Linked DNA regions of Mus musculus: region 2 is linked to region 1. The links are chromatin contacts, called in public HiChIP or PLAC-seq maps. All regions are on one chromosome and are shown on one strand. Each heading gives the region's core, a stretch centred on a gene start, on an enhancer-like site or on the middle of the called end of the contact. The rest is flanking DNA. Distances are from core to core; before and after follow the strand shown.

Region 1 (4,918 bases), core at 2,141-4,640:
TATTAGTCACTATCATACATGAGCATATACTTATAGTGTATGTTCATTGGTGCTTTCCTTACTTCTATTTAAAAGAAAGACTTCAGAGAAGAATCATGTTTTCAAAAGGTGGGAGAAGATTTACTGACCAAAAAATGATAAGAAATGTGGTTAACTTGAGTCCGCTTTTGAATTAATACTTCCTAATAGCCTCAATCGCTGCCAATGGTGTAATTAATCCATGATGAGAAATGACTCACTGACTATGAGTCCCACTACATTATAAGAAGTCCATAATATCCCATCCACGCAGATTTAAATACTGATCAAGTTCATTTCTCTACAATTAAAAGAATCTCGAGGTGATTATAAATCTAAATTATCCTTGTGCAAAAAAAGAAATTCCCCAATCACAAGCAATCACCACACCACAACCACAAAGAGCCTTGCTAGAGACTGTATCCTTTCAGCCAAGCAACTGCTATCTTGGGGATTTCAGCTATGTCCCCTTGCAAAGGGATAATCCTAGCTAGGCTTGTTGATAATACTGCTCCACCCCAGGAAAGACTGGGGAGGGTGACATCTTCCCCCACCACCTGTTGTATGCAACTCTGCCTTAATTGCCCATGGCCTGGGGAAGGCCTTAAATATATGAGGAATGTGGTCTTCATCTACATAGCTGTGGGGAAGCTGTCTTCTCTGCTGAAGTACAGACCTTCCAAGAGTGCCTAGTTAGGGAGGGAGCACCCCCACACATCCCTGTAAGTGACTTTTCAATTATGCTTTGTAAGGAAGCCCAGTAAACTCAAAGTTCCTTAGAGTGACCTCTAGTAATACTGACCTCTGTCCTTGGAACCATAGGGTTAGGAGAAGGGTTAAATATTGCTTAGGTCTCCTGAAGAAAAGGAATTTTAGCAACACACAGGCACACAAAGGAGGAATATTGTGGAAGACATTTCTGGGCTCAACCTCTCTTTCCCATGACCACTGCCTCCCTGCACTTTGGGACCATTATTAGCAATTTCCACAAGGAAGTGCAGCAGCCTCCTGGAGAAAGGGCACCTGAGACACAGGTATCTGCCATGGTGCCAAGCTTTCTCACCTCTAACTTATTTCAGTTCTGTTCAGTTCCTCTCCCCTCTGCCCATACCTTTTCCTCCACCTCCAATACTAGGTGCTCGTGACTCTGTTTCCAGGGAACCCAAGACCTCAAGGAAGCATTCAGGGACAGTAAGTCTCTTGGGCCAAGCAGAAAGTCACACATAGCCCAGCGTTTTGTATCTTTACAATTGTTCAGTGGTGGTCAGTTAAGTGGTCGCTTTGTAATGTGTGTTGTCTTTGTAGTTGACAAGTTTCTAACAAAATGGCTACAGAAAGGAAAGCAAAACAGTGTGCACTTCCAGTGAGAGCTCTCCCTTCAGCACGCTGAGCTTCCTATGCTGCAGGTATAGAGGGCTTTCTTAGGGACACTCACTCCCTAAGGAGGAGTGTGCAGCATGCTCCCATCCTGTGCCAGGACAGCCAAATAATAGCAAACTAGTCAGAAGGGCATTTCAGCAAGGGTGGGTGTACCTGACAGGCTCCCCTGTGTGTCAGTGTCCTTCCCTCCCTGCACTGCCCACAAAGGAAGACAGGAGTCAGGGCTTCCCCACCCATTTCCTTGCCAGCCTCCTGTGGGAGAATTCCCAGCTTGGCAGAGAAGGAAGCAGAGTCTGGCTCTGCCCGGCATCTTCTTTCCAATGGAGAAGTTGGAAGCTAGCTGCAGGTGGCTTCCCTTTTTGAAAGTGCTGGCTGTTTGGCTGCATCTATATTAATTGCCTCTGGGTTTTTGAGAACAACTAAAAAAAATTCTGCTCCTTCCCCTAGGCTGAGTCAGTGTAACCAGTTAAAAAAAGAAAAGAGAAATCCTCTTGTCTGAAGATTAGGTTTTTTATTTGTATTTTTTTAAAACAGGTATAATTGGACAGGGGTGGTCTGAGCCAAGTCTAGCTTTCAGAATTATAAAACCCTCATACTTGCCCAGTATGAGGAGTATTTTCAAACTCCACGTTATGTGTGGGGACCTGTGCCTGACGAAGTGGCCACCAACACTCTGTGCATAGACTGAGGATTGGCGTGGGTTCAGACAGGGCACAAGTCTACTAACTGCTGAACACTGTAGCCTCAGGAAGGTCTGGGTATCCTTGGCAAAAGTCCCACAGCTAGAAACAGGAGGCTGAGACACTGCTAATATTCCTTTTGTGTGTTTATTGAGAAGTGACAGGTAGTTATTTACGTTCTATGGATGGTATACAGATGAGAAAACTGGGTCCTAGAGAAAATCAGTATTTTCCTAGACACACAGATGGCCAGTGACAGAGTTACTGTTTTCACCAACCAGCAAACCAGAATCTAAAATTCTTTCTCTGTCTCTCTCTCTCTGTCTCTATATCTCTCTCTGTCTCTCTCTGTCTCTATATCTCTCTCTGTCTCTCTCTGTCTCTATATCTCTCTCTGTCTCTCTCTGTCTCTATATCTCTCTCTGTCTGTCTGTCTCTCTCTCTCTCTCTCTCTCTCTCTCTCACACACACACACACACACACACACACACACACACCTCAGTCTCTGTGTTTTGCCTTTCACTTTCTGTGTTTGTGAGAGTGCGATTGGCAATGGGGGGTGGGGGGTGGGGGGTGGGGGGAGGGAGGTGGTGGATAGAAAGAAGAGAAAGGTGAGATTAGGAACAGAGTTTGGTGCAACTAATCTGTGACTGCTCCAGGTGTTTCTGCCTGCAGGGTTTTTAAAGTCTAAGTAGATCCCAGAAGGGACTTTTCTCTCCCCTCCGGAGCTAGGACAATCCCTTCAGCGAGCTCAGCTAAAGCCTGAAAGAGTGAGAAAAAGGGAGGAAATAATAATAATAATAATAATAATAATAATATGAAGAAGGAATAAAAAGACGGCAGGCTTAATGGAAAGTTTCCCGGCCCCAGAGGCTTCCCTCTGCGAGCGGTGGCGGGGCTCCTGATGGGCAGTTCGGGGCTTGCGGAGTGCTTTTACGGGAGTGGAAAGATACCTAAGTTGCAAGGGCTTGGCCAGGAACAGGAGAGCAGAGAGGAATTTCAGAGGCGAGCTGAGGGCGAGGGTCTCCCTGCCAGGGCCGGCCGATGAAAAGGCGCAAACCGCAGCCGCACTCCCGCTCCTCCCTGCGCTCCTGGCATTGTTTGCACGCTGAGCCGTGGGGAGCACCGCGCGGCTGGCCGCGGACTCGCTGGCTGAAGGCTCTTGCAGGGCTGCTGGGAGTTTTTAAGCGCTGTGAGAATCCTGGGAGTTGGTGATGTCAGACTGGTTGGGTCATTTGAAGGTTAGCAGCCCGGGAAGGGTTCACCGAAAGTTCACTCGCATATATTAGGCAATTCAATCTTTCATTCCGTGTGACAGAAGTGGTAGGAAGTGAGCTGCTCCGAGGCAGGAGGGTCTATTCTTTGCCAAAGGGGGGGACCAGAGTTCCCGTGCGCCGCGGCCACAAGACTGGGATGCAGAGGACGCGAGCCACCCGGGCAGGGAGCGTCTGGGCACCGGCGGGGTAGGACCCGCGCGCTCCCGGAGGCCTGCGCGGGCGTCGCCTGGAAGGGAGAACTTGGGATCGGTGCGGGAACCCCCGCCCTGGCTGGATCGGCCGAGCGAGCCTGGAAAATGGTAAATGATCATTTGGATCAATTACAGGCTTTTAGCTGGCTTGTCTGTCATAATTCATGATTCGGGGCTGGGAAAAAGACCAACAGCCTACGTGCCAAAAAAGGGGCAGAGTTTGATGGAGTTCGTGGACTTTTCTGTGCGGCTCGCCTCCACACCTAGAGGATAAGCACTTTTGCAGAGCGCGGTGCGGAGAGATCATGTTTGACTGTATGGATGTTCTGTCAGTGAGTCCCGGGCAGATCCTGGATTTCTACACCGCGAGCCCTTCCTCCTGCATGCTGCAGGAAAAGGCTCTCAAAGCCTGCCTCAGTGGATTCACCCAGGCCGAATGGCAGCACCGGCATACTGCTCAATGTAGGTTTATTATTTTTTTTCCTTTCTTTTACCAAGGAAAAATAAATGTCTCTCTTGCATGCAATAAAGACACTGGAATAAAGTGCAGTGGTGGCAAGACAAAGGGTTTAATGATTTAATGCTGAAGGGGTGTGATAGGCTGCCATGCATATGGATTCCCTCTGCTGAAATTCCCTTGGAGAGGTTTCTTGAAACGCTCCTGCGCCCCTGTTCTCCCTTACCACCCTATTCTTTCTTGAAGATAGGTGTTTTTTGTTTGTTTGTTTGTTTGTTTTTAAATAAGTACGAAAGGAAGGGGAAAAATAGAAGGTGACCACGGACTTTGAACATTCTTCAAGTAGTGCAATCTGATATTCCATGCAATTTGTGTAACGGGTAGAGAGGGGACTTAACTTTGCTGGGATTAGCCACGAGCTCAGTAACACTTCCCCCTTATGTATTTCAACAGTGCAAAGTAATTAAAATATGACATGGTCTCTTCAAGGAATGCAACCGTGTAAAGGCGGTTAATCAGAGTTCATAATGTACCGGGCAGGATGGTGCAAGATGCTGCCTCCCTCGTTCCCTTCACCGAGAAAAGGCAATATGTCTTAGCTGTGACCCCACTGCCATCTCTCCGAGTTACTTTGTTGGTCTAAGAAGTTTCTGTTTTGCTAGGTTACTCCTGGTCACCAACACCCCTCGGGCTGGCCATTCATTATTTCCATACCTTACAATTCAGTCAGGAGCCTGGACTTCAGTTAAAGGAAAAGAAATCTAAATGGGGTAGCCTCGTTTTCAAAAACAATATTGACTGTTTGGTTATCTGATGCTGACATGGTGCTTCAGCTTCATCAGTCAACAGTAGCTCAGCTGCAGGCCTGAGAAATGACCAGGAGTCCTGGGAAATCTTACATAGAGCTGATGGTAG
Region 2 (5,505 bases), core at 2,764-5,263, 600 kb before region 1:
CTTGCAGTTTTACCCCTGAGGCAGAGAGGCCTATGCTTACAGGTGGGGCTTTAGCCTCAATCAGTAAGTAGAGAAACAAGAAGCACCATAAAGATCAGGAGCCTAGGTGCAGCTTTCTCTTCTGCATTAAACAGCCCAACTCGCTTCTTGGGTCATAGAGTCTGGAAAGAGAAGAGAAATATGAGGAAGTTCTTGCTGCTTGACTTTTCTTACACTTTTTTGACCTACCTTTCTCTCTCTCTTTCTTTCTTTCTTTCTTTCTTTCTTTCTTTCCTTCTTTCTTTTTTTAATTCTCAGAGGTCATCATAACCTCTGAGGTTAAAAGTTCCCTTCCTTGCCATCTTCTTCCATGCCCTCCTCTATCTTTCCTGTTTACCCCTCCCCTTCTCTTCCCATCCTTTTCCTCCCCTCTCCTCCCCTCCCCTCCCCTCCCCCTCTCTTCCCTTCCTTTCCTCTCCTTTCCATCCTTTTTATTTTTCTTTTCAGGACTTCCTTTGCTTGTATACACTGAGAAATTTCATTGAACCACAATCCAGTCTTTATTATTCATTTCAACTGGATTCAATTATGCTTATCTATGTGATACTGTGGAGAATCTAAATACCTGTATATAAAATATGCAATGATTAAACCAGAGTAAATTTGACTATCTATAACATCAATCATTTATCTTGTCTTCATGGTAGGCATATTCAAAAATCCTCTCCATTGGACATTTTGAAGTGCTCAGATTAATTGCTGTCCGCTACCATTATTCACATAACAACTTTAAGGAATATTACAAACATGTCTCCTAGAATCTAGAAGAAGAGGCTCAATGAAAGGAACCCACAGAGGGTAATAACAGAATGTGGTTAAAAGAATAGACTGCATATCTGTAAAAGACTGTCAAAACTACACAGTGTCATGTCTGTTATTCAGATATGGTTCCTGTTGCCTACTGCTCTCCCTGAATTCTGGGAACCACTTTTCTATTCCTTCTACTTTCTACTTCGCTGGGATCAATTTTAGTTTCCACATATGAGAACATGAGGATGTATGTTCTTGTGTCTGACTTATGGCTTTTATTGTAACAATCTCCTTCTCTGTTCATATTGCCATCAAAACAGGATTACACTCATTACATGGTTTTATATGTCTCCTCCTCTTCACTCTATGCTAGATATGAAGCTGCTAGCTTTCTTGGCAACAGAGTCATGCTGGGCTACTAAGACTTCCCACATCTTTCTTCTCTGAACTAAGACTGTCTCACTTGCTTCAGTGCCCCGACTACTGTACTCCACAGAGTGGTCCATAACTGCCTCTGCTTGAGGCTCTGTTCTTTGAGTGAGGCTTAATCCTCTTGGTTGGTACCTGAAGTGCAGAACAGGAAAATTCCATATGGAAGTAGATAGACACAGAAGTCAGCTCAAGTACCATAAAACCCTCTTTGATGTTTCTGCATTAGTTGCTACTTCCTTCCAAACCCCAAAGCCCATTGCTTTCCATGACTAAGACATTGTCTCTTCATTGAAGGTCAGCTCATGAATTACTGGAGCCTAAAGAAGTGCTATTTCTTTGGGAGTTTATTCCTCTTGTTTGGGTGTTTGTCAATAGTTTATTCAGAAAATCAACCCAAATGTCTAGTTCTCTTTCTTCAATTAGGAACAAATTAGAGGATTTATTTAAATCCCAATACTCCCTTGCAATTGGTTAATTGGGTCAGTCCCAAACCAACTTACTGGGGACTTGTGGCCCCAATATCTTCCTCTTCCCCATTTGCCACTCCCCCACCAGTGGGAACACTTTACTCTTGTCTCCTGGGAACACTTTCACAACAACCCTCAGGACTTGTCTCCCAGGGTCTGCCTTAGTGAAATGTAGCTTAGAAAACCCACCATGACAGGCTGCTGTGCAAATGTGGGCTGTGTCATAACTTCAGCCCACCCAGGTTACAGCTTCCTTTTGGTCAAGTCCAAAGGCAGAATGGCTATGAATGCTTCTTTCCTGTCCCCTCTTCCTCCTCACTCCCTCTGTCCCTTGCTTCTTACTATCCATTTGTCTAACCTTTTCCTTTGTCTTGTTTCCTGGATAGAGTAAGCCTCTCTTGCCCACAGCTGATGATCATGAACCAGAAACCAAGTTAGTTTCTATTTTTGAACAGATCATCTTGATAACAATCAAGTCAAGTTCTTATTTTTTATCCCTAAAAAGAGGTACAGGATTTGGCTCAGTGTTTGGGGAAGGGAAATGGACAGATAGGAGAAGGGGAAGCTACACTTTCTGAGTTAGTGTTCAGGTGATGACATGCTTAGCAGTGACTCTGTGAACTAACGTGTCAAAGGCAGTGTCTGTAAGTGCCTATTAGCGAGTAGCTGTTGCTCTCATTTTCTTGCTGAATGTTCAGGGACACCGTGTTTCTTTCCACCTGCTGACTCAAGGCTGTGCTTCCTCAGAGTCCTACACAGGATTTGTCTATATTATCCAGGTCTCTACCTTTTCTAGGTGAAGGAACGAACACCTGATGTCCTTGTCAAATGGGTATCATGAACTACTTACCATGCCATTTGTAAAGGTGCTACTGACCAACAGCCATATTATGACCAACAACCATATTATGTTTCGGAAATGTCAATGTCTCTAAAGAAAAGAGTCTCCAATCTGAGATGTACTAGCTGTTCATATCAAAAAGGATACTGCCTGCCATCAGTTGTTCCATTTGCACTGTAAGTTCCTAACAGAGAAATTCCCATGTTCCAAATGATGCTTGAAAAGCAGCTGTCTCTCAAAGACCCCCTCTCATCCCTTGCCCAATAGCACATGTCACTTTTGTCAAGGGATTATGCCCTTGGTTAACCTTTTCAATGAAGAAGGAACATGAAGTAGCTCAGAAGAGGTGAAAGCATTGTTGCTCCAGAAACTGAGAAAACTCCCATGAGATCAAACTCCATGCTCCAAACTGTGTGGAACTTACAGCTTACAGCCAAATACATACCCAGAGCCAGTGGTGGTGACAAGTACCCTATGACTCCCACTCAAATGACCATCAGTTTATCATACCTGAAGCTAGAGGGAGAGGGCTAAAAAGGGAGAGACAGAAGGAAGCTGGGAGAAAAGGTAAATAAATGATAAGGCAAGTGATGGCTAACTTCTATTGAGTTTTATATGTTAAACCAGGACAAGAATTGGACAATGAATAAGATGGCTTCTCTTCTCCTGGATTCTTAGCGTTTATGAATGAAAGTTCCACATCCTAGTGGCTCTCCCTTCAAAAGGGCTCATCCATTACTGGGATAATGATTTTCTGTCAAGACAACAACACTGCCAAAGGCCAATTACAGAGGCAACGTAAAGTTAAAAAGACATTATGAAGAAAACTGTGGTACATGCTGACTTTTGCTAGCTCTTTTCCAGAGACGATTGTCTGGTGCCGACATGTGTTTATTACACTTAATAATGTTTACATAATTCTTCCTTGAGCTCATTAAAGCTGTCAGATCAAAAGTAAACGTGCTTCCCTCTCTGTTTATGTTTAAAGACTTTACAGTCAATAGAGAAAGATGAACGACATCCAGGGCATACTCAATCTGCTCCTGAGCAGAAAAGTGCCAAGTTAGCTTTGTGTTGGGCAGCTCCTGGGTTCAGGAAAAGGCAGGGCAACGGGTTGACTCTTTTCTACTTCCCTTTCTTGGCCAGTCGGTTTCCAACTTTACTATGCTTGGGAAATCCTCTTTTCCAGCGTGCTGAAATACGCGCAGTCAGCTCCAGCTCCCAGAAATTCAGATTCAGTAGCTGCGGGGTAATTCTGTTTTCTATGGAGCTCACAGGTGATATTTGGCAAAGTGCAGATTTCAATCACAATGCTCTCCTTTGTTGGGTCGGGGGTTACCCACTTGGCAAATTTGAGATGTCCTAGCCTGTGACATCAACAGCAGTAGTGACAGTAGGCAGCACAGTGTAGCTGGGCTGCAGCTGTCAGAAGCAGCTCAAAGGAAAACTCACCGGCCAGCTTGGGGAGGCGGGGCCTGGAGCCCGGGGCGGGGCCTGGCGCTCGTGGGCGGGGCACAGCTGCCCTGGCTCCAGCTGGTGGCTGGTGAAGGCAGCGGCAGGGGCTGAGGGCACAGCCAGCGGGCGGCGCGCCGTGGACTCCCAGCAGCCCGCGAAAGGTAAAGCCAGGAGCGCGCTCGCCAGCCTCTTGCCCAGAGGCTGCGGTGCCAACCCGAAGGGTCCCGGGTCATAAAAGCCGTGTTTGGGTGCCTGGGCATCTGTGTGGCATCCAGGCAGCGGCTGCACAGCGGGGATTTGGCGTGCATGGTCCTGGGTCCAGGGCTGGGGAAGTGGGGTAGCTGCTGACTCTTCAGCCAGGCTAGACTGTCCTGACTCAGAGGCAACTTTGCGCAGCGGTCCTCTTCCAAGTTCCCTTTATTGCCATTGTCTTAGCTTCTCCAGTCTCACCCGCTCCCCGGACTCCAGCTTTGTTCTCCCGCGGTCTCCAAGGGTGTGAGCCTCAGAGACGCTGGCAAGTTGCACCTGCCAGCCCGTTGGGTCTATCCTGGCTGGGTCTGCATCCCTGAGGGGTCCAGTGCTGTCTAAAGCTCACCAGGGCAGATACCTCGAGATGTAATACTTACCTGAGCAGTGATGATCTCTCTTTGAGGGTCTGGACTGGGAGGACAGGTGTAGCACATCTGGGTTGTACTGATTTAGGGAGTGAGAAGGGTAGGGAAAAAGTTTGGGGCATAGTCTGGGTCAAGAGAACTGGTAGCATGAGTTGGAGAGAATATAACCGCTAGAGGATGAGAAGAGAGAGCAGAAACAGGACGGAGCCCTGGAGGCTGTAGCTCTCTCTGAGCCTGGATCTGTGGCTAATATGGGTGCTTGGCCACAGCTTGCAAGGTGATTGGCTATAAGGGAGATGTAAATGGAGGGAGGTGCCAGGACTGTATTCGCGCCCTGTGTCTGGATATTTTGGAAGAACAATACAAGGAGTAAATGATTGTACCCTAGTTCCTAGAGCTGGAAATAGGGCGGAAGTAGGTTGTGAGGGATAAGTTTTAGGTAGCCCTAGAACTGTCTTTGAAAGCAAACAGGTGATGGTGACAGAAGGGACATATGTGCCGGTATGTGTGTGTGTGTGTGTGTGTGTGTGTGTGTGTGTGTGTGTGTGCATGAGTTATGTGCCTTTTGTGAGAGTGTGGGCACACAGAGAGTAACGATGCTACGGAACTGGAACACAGGAGTACCCTCTCCCCGCCTCTTTCGCGATTTTGACAGCTTTTGAATTCTGAGCCATTCTCCACCTGGCTCTGACAGGAGAGAGGTAAACTGAAGGTCTTAGAGTAGAGCAGACAAAAAGGCACACTGCCTGTGTGTACCTGTGAGTAGACCAGGTCCTTCACATGCCAGCTCTAGAGAGAACACTGACAGGAGAGGAGGAGGAAGGCAGGCGCCCAGGGGAGAAGAGAGCTGGGATTTGAAGCATCTTGACTGATAAACTGAAGAATTATAAGCTGATTTTTAAAAAAA

The links. HiChIP or PLAC-seq counts read pairs in DNA pulled down with a chosen protein or histone mark.
Region 2: an H3K27ac HiChIP or PLAC-seq map of differentiating embryonic stem cells shows a contact between it and region 1, with 7 times the contacts expected there. The contact joins the enhancer-like site here to the promoter of Rarb in region 1. A contact is called at or near these places in 1 of 484 Hi-C or Micro-C datasets (stem cell-derived neurons), 8 of 115 datasets of contacts at active chromatin or transcription factors (astrocytes, differentiating embryonic stem cells, embryonic stem cells and 4 more) and 1 of 9 other capture datasets (embryonic stem cells).

What each region holds. Positions count from the first base shown.
Region 1 is chr14:16,573,948-16,578,865 of GRCm38.p6, reverse strand. It overlaps Rarb (retinoic acid receptor, beta), which reads left to right and starts at 3,390. Exons shown (of 8, transcript NM_011243.2): 1 at 3,390-4,008. The coding sequence starts at 3,852.
Region 2 is chr14:17,171,444-17,176,948 of GRCm38.p6, reverse strand. No RefSeq gene overlaps it. Among named protein-coding and RNA genes, the nearest start is that of Gm32121, 230 kb to the left of the region's middle. Within about 2 kb of position 4,013, at least 35 of the 459 cell types and tissues checked have an H3K27ac peak or open chromatin away from gene starts, as enhancers often do. A contact at or near this core is called in differentiating embryonic stem cells, forebrain and neural tube, where this site is marked.